Linked DNA regions of Anas platyrhynchos: region 1 is linked to region 2. Evidence: chromatin contacts called from public Hi-C data. All regions are on one chromosome and are shown on one strand. Each heading gives the region's core, a stretch centred on a gene start, on an enhancer-like site or on the middle of the called end of the contact. The rest is flanking DNA. Distances are from core to core; before and after follow the strand shown. Region 1 overlaps CCDC50 (coiled-coil domain containing 50). Region 2 holds the start of CCDC50 (coiled-coil domain containing 50).

Evidence for each region. Hi-C and Micro-C count contacts between places; a contact is called where the count stands out from the background.
Region 1: a contact with region 2 is called in a Hi-C map of liver, with 4 times the contacts expected there. The contact joins the enhancer-like site here to the promoter of CCDC50 in region 2. A contact is called at or near these places in 5 of 8 Hi-C or Micro-C datasets (F1 follicle, liver, skeletal muscle and 1 more).

Annotation. Positions count from the first base shown.
Region 1 is chr9:11,776,750-11,779,449 of IASCAAS_PekinDuck_T2T, forward strand. CCDC50 (coiled-coil domain containing 50) reads left to right here. Exons shown (of 12, transcript XM_027463903.3): 11 at 28-125; 12 at 1,117-2,700. The coding sequence ends at 1,136. It overlaps LOC106020057 (a long non-coding RNA gene), which reads right to left. Exons shown (of 2, transcript XR_003499023.3): 2 at 2,422-2,700. Among named protein-coding and RNA genes, the nearest start is that of CCDC50, 34 kb to the left of the region's middle. Within about 2 kb of position 1,397, at least 1 of the 8 cell types and tissues checked has an H3K27ac peak or open chromatin away from gene starts, as enhancers often do. A contact at or near this core is called in subcutaneous adipose tissue, where this site is marked.
Region 2 is chr9:11,742,366-11,745,065 of IASCAAS_PekinDuck_T2T, forward strand. It overlaps CCDC50 (coiled-coil domain containing 50), which reads left to right and starts at 1,377. Exons shown (of 12, transcript XM_027463903.3): 1 at 1,377-1,591. The coding sequence starts at 1,543.

The sequences.
Region 1 (2,700 bases), core at 147-2,646, 34 kb after region 2:
TCCCTTCTGCTGCCTTTTGTTTGGCAGGTCACAGCCTCTCCTTGATGACTTTGAACATGCTCGGTATTACACAAGCCAGTCCAGCCCCTTACGTCAGTTTTCCAAACCTGAGCACTCTCCTAAAGGTAGGAACAAGTCCACAGCTGGCCTAACACGTGGGTTATTGTGGATTGTTTTCCTCGCGTAGCCAGCCTGAAGGACAGGGTGTTTGAAAGAGGAATAGTCATAGAGGAGGAATGGATGTTATTGCCCCAACAGGCAGGAGATGCTACTCAGTGAGTTCTGCATGCTGAGCACGTTGCTGGCTGAGAGAGGGAAAAGCTGAACTGGTTTGCCTCGAGTTTGTCAAAGTGCTCTCTGCTTGTCCTGGGTGATCTCTTAATGATGAATGACTGTGAATCCAGGCAGCAAATGAAGGAGAAATAACATGAAGACAATGATGTGATGAGTTTTAGGTGACTCACTAATATCAAATGATCCAATACATGACAAAAAAAGCCTCAGAGTATCTCCTGTCTGGCATGTGGATGGGATGATCGTACAGAAGCTTGTTCTGAGAACAGGCTCGTTTTATTCCTGTAGCATCTCAGCACTGCTTTGTTGGCTTGTTTCCTGAAATAATTTGGCACCGGAGCAGTGAGGGATCGTCCTCCCCCCAGTTCTTGAAATCTGTGTGCCACTTGTCTGAGTTATCTTTAGAGGCTCTGAGGAAGAAAGGTGCAGCCAGAGGTAGACTCAGATTTTTTCCAACTCCACTGATTGTAACTTAAATGTGGACAGTTTCCTTGCCAAAATTTAAAGTTTTGGATGCTTTTGTGTTCTGCATTCATCAAAAGAGCTGGAAAGTTGATGGCAGTTTATATAGTCTGTAAGCCCGGTGATCCTTCTGTTTTCTTTAGTGAGGCTGTGAAATGTGACTGTGGTGCCATTCACAGCCTGTGAGAAATGGGTGTCTTGTGGATCTATCCTTCCCTTTGCTGGAGTAAAGTAATGTACAGTTCCCTCTTTGACATCAGAGATCCAAGAGGGCAGTACAAGTAAGATGACTGCAGGTAGTATTTTCTTTACCAGGACCTGTCCTTACAGCCTGTTTCTGCTTTCTGTTTTGCTTTCCAGGTTCCCGTAGGAAGCAGTAAACTGTGCTAGCCTTCGCTTTGGTACTGACTCTTCTGTAGCAAACATTACTGGAATTGCCAGGCAACTTTCTCAATTCCTTACCCTATGGGGGGTCCACCTTCCACTCCCAGGATCTCCTTTTTAAGTGTCATCGTATTAATAAGGAACACTTGTTCGTTTCAATTTCTTACTCATATGTGATCACTTAAGCAGTGCAGTACAATCTAGCCGCCACTGAGCTGTGTGAATCAGCTAGCTGATTTAACAGCTCCCTCTTATTCCTTTGAGGCTTTCATTTATTTTTAAACTTTGGCTGGAGTTTTGACAAATAGGACGAGTAGAGATGCACATACAAAAGGGAGAAAAATCCAACATATGAGCTGGGTTATGGCAACGCAGCAGAACATCTCAAGTCCAAGTTCTTTCCATATTAGGATGACTGAGCAAAGAGTTGTTAAAGGGAATGTGTGCTGCTTCTGCTGCTGGATAAGAGAGCTGAGCCAATCTGACAGTCACAGTAGCTTGCAGGAAGGAGAGAATGTCCTCACAGCGTGTGCCATCCAAAGCTAGAACCTGGGACTGGTGCGGAAGAAATTGCCTCTAGAACAAAACTTCTTAACTGCTGTGTTTCTTTCTAGGGTTTCCAGCAATTTGGTTAGGGCGCGTAACCACGCATTTAGCTCCAGGGTATCGGATAGGACAGTTAAGAGGAAGAACTACTTCAACTGAAATTAGATCTTGTGTGCATGACTTTTAAGGCATGCCAGGGAGTTGATGAAGCTGGGAGTTGTGGATTGGGAATAATCACGCAAGCATATTTCAGTGCCTGCGGGGATCTCTGTGGTCACCTGCTTTGAGCTTCCAGGTGGTACAAGCTAAGGAATTTCACTGAAGCTACAGGGGAGCTACTGTACCTCCTATCTCAGCTGCTGATGCACTTGAGCACAGTAACTTATGTCAGAACATGAGTGTGTCCTGTAAACGTAGGATTGAAGGAGGGCCGTATGGGCATAGAGCATGGAATCCAAAAGCTACTGTTAAAAGCAGCTTTGAGGTAGAGACAGAGTGCCAAACAGTCTGCAAAATGTCTCTGCTAACTGCTTCTTCTCTGCACTGCTCTGTCCAGCACCCCAGGCAGGCTCCAGTCAGGTTGAAACTATTGCTCTCCAGGGTACAGCAGTGTATCCAAGTTTAAGTTCTCTGTACACGTTTGCCCATGCACTGCTTTTTTCCTTTATTTTTTCCCCTTTTGATGGCTTGTTTTCCCTCCACTCTTTGAAAATCATTCTGCTCTTGCAGTAACAAGTAGCCTTTTTCCCTTTGCCTTCTGTCATTCCAATTCTTTTGTCTTGCTAACCTTTTTTTTTTTTCCCATGTATTTCCAAGTGCATTTTTAAACTGCAAGGCTGAGTAGCTGGACACTGGCTTGGAGTCTGCCCAGGCAGTACAGGTTAGTTATTCCCTTGGCAGTCTCACTCATGGCAGCAGAGCCTCCTGCGGTGCTCCTGGTGCCCCTGCAGCCCTGCTCCCTTGCAGCCCAGCACAGAGGCTGTCCTGCTGTGCTCTGCTGCTGCTGCTGGTAGC
Region 2 (2,700 bases), core at 127-2,626:
AGGGACACCTTCTGTGCTTTCGCCTGGTAGCAGCAGTTTTTAGACACAAGTGAGAGCTGGGAGGGTGATCTGAGATCTGCCACAATTAGGAGCCCTTTGGGAACATAAAACATCATTGTGCCGCGGTGCTAGCTCCACATCAGTAACACGTTTCCTGGCTCCTGCTTAATTCTCTCTCATCTCCAGGCCCCCTGTGGTCATTCTCATGTTTCTGTAGGTCTTTGAAACCTTCTGTAGTCCTCAAATAATTCATGCCACCTTCCAGCCTCAGAGTTTTCATCCGAGTGTCCCAATATCAAGCTAAGATGAGAGAAGTTCAGTGTCACAAAGGCAAAGACAATGCTTTGTGTGGCGTGCAGGGCCCTGCGCTGGGGAATGGCGCTGAGAGATGCTGCTGGCTGGTGGCACTGGTTTTACTCGTGCTGCCCCTCACAGGAGGCTGCTCCAGCTCTTCTGGGCTCTGGAGATGTTCCTCTTGTTTCCAGCACCGAGACCTCAGCACCATGCACAGTGTCGGCCTGAGGTTTCCTCAGGCCCTAGCAGAGCTCACAGCCCCGCTGCCGTCACCCAGCAGGGTCTCCCAAAAAGCAGCGTGTTTGCTTGATTAAGGGAACTGGAGAAGGCACGAGGAGCCACGTAATTTGTCTAGTGGAAACCAGGAATGGCAGGAATTTTTACTAATTTGCGTGGCTGGCTTTGGCCTTAGATGAGATGGTACAAACCCATTACAGGAGACAAAGCAAAGAGCTGTGTGCGCAGAGGAAAATTGAGGATTTCTGGGATCCAAAGCTTAAAGATCGTGTTTGTGAATGCAGGGCCCAAGCGTTGGCTGTGATGTATTAAAGGTGCTGTGTAAATGCGAACGCCTCAGGCTCTCAGCTTGTTTTGTCCCTTCCCGTACCTACAGGGGGCAACACGAAAGCTGGGGAGGGACTCTTTGTTGGGGAGTGCCAGGACAAAGGGGAACGGCTTTAAGCTGAAAGCGGGCAGGTTTAGATTAGACATTAAGGAAGAAATTCTTCCCTCAGAGGGCGGTGAGGCCCTGGCCCAGGCTGCCCAGAGGAGCTGTGGGAGCCCCATGCCTGGAGACCAGGCTGGGTGGGGCTGGGGGCAGCCTGGGCTGGTGGGGTGGAAATAGAAATAAAGAAGAAAAGAAATAAAGGAGGGGAGAAATAAAGGAGAAGAGAAATAAATTAGACATAAGAAAGGAAAAAATAAATAAATAAGGGAAAAAAAAGGGGGAAGAAGGATAAAAGAAGGGGAAAAACGGGGGAAAAAGGAAGGAGAAAAAAAAAAAAAAAGGAAAAGGGACAGCAGCAGGCAGGGGGAGGCCGCGGGCGGCAGAGGGGCGGCAGAGCCCCCGCCCCCCGTCCCGCCCCGTCCCCCCGCCCGGCCCGGCCCGGCCCGGCCCGGCCCTTTCTGTCCCCTCCGCCGCCCCGTACGGCCGCTGGCGGCTCGGTGCGGCGGGGCGCGGCACCGGGAGGCACGGCACGGAGCGGCACCGGCACCGGGAGCGGGAGCGGGAGGCACGGGGCGGGCAGCATGGCCGAGATCGGCATCGACCAGTCCAAGCTGCCCGGCGTCAAGGAAGGTAGGGCCGGGGCGAGCCCCTTGTGCCGCCGGGGGGAGCTCCGGGGACACCGGGGGGACACCGGGGGGGGCACTGGGGACACTGGGGGGGCACCGGGGGGCACTTGCAGCCCACCCCCGGTCGCCCACCCTCTGTCAGGGCTGGGGTTGGTTCTGTGACCCGTCCCCATGCAGCCCGTGCTCCCCAACGTGTTTCCCTTGCTGCTCGTTTAATCGTTCTTAATTTCATTTTAACCAAATCAGCCCGAATTTGGCTCTTTTGGCTGGTCGGGAGCTGGGGGTGTGTGTTAGTGCAGAGAGCTGACCCCTCGCGTGCCGCGGTGCTTGTGGACAAAACCCCACAGCCGCCTGCTGAACTTTCAGGGCTGAGCCTTGGTCCCGTTGGGTCGTTAGCGAAATTGTTAATGGGCACTAATGAAATCACAGCCGGTCCTCTCGGTGCTGCCAGGGGCTCATCCTTAGAGCCCGCCCGGCGTGGTTCCTCGAGGAAATTAACCCGGTCAACCTCAGCAGCGGGCTGATAAGGTTGAGTTATCGGGGCAGCTCAGCGAAAGCGTGGCGATGGGGTGAAGTTCAGCCCGTCCCTGTGAATTCCCACCTCTGGCATTTCAGGAGGTGTCGGTACCCGATAGCTCTTGGCTCAACGCGCTGGCCCCAGCAGCTCTGGGGACAAGGTAGGTGAGGCCCGAGCTGCTCTGTGCAAAGCCTCGGGCATGTTTCCTGCTCCTAGCTCCATCATACCCATTTGTTTTTGTTGTTTTAAGGGTTGATTCAGAGCTATGCCGTGGATTAGGTGCTGTGTTAACACCAAGCAGGAAAGAAAAGCATCGCCTTCCGTACCTGGGGGGACACGTTTATTGTTCCTGACACAGAAATCACTGTTGATCCTTCGGGAAAGACTTCCCCTTTCTCCGTGTTGGGCAAAGGTCGGCTTGGTCATTCATTAACAGCTGAGCACGGTCCTGCTGCGGTGGTGTGGTTCCAGTACTTTGTTCTTCACTCGCTCCCCTTCTGGAGGGGGGTGTCTGTCTGTCTGTCCACGTCCAGCTTTCCTCACTGGTGCCTGGGACGGCTGCACGACAGTGTCGTCCTGCTCCTTTGTTGTGGGCT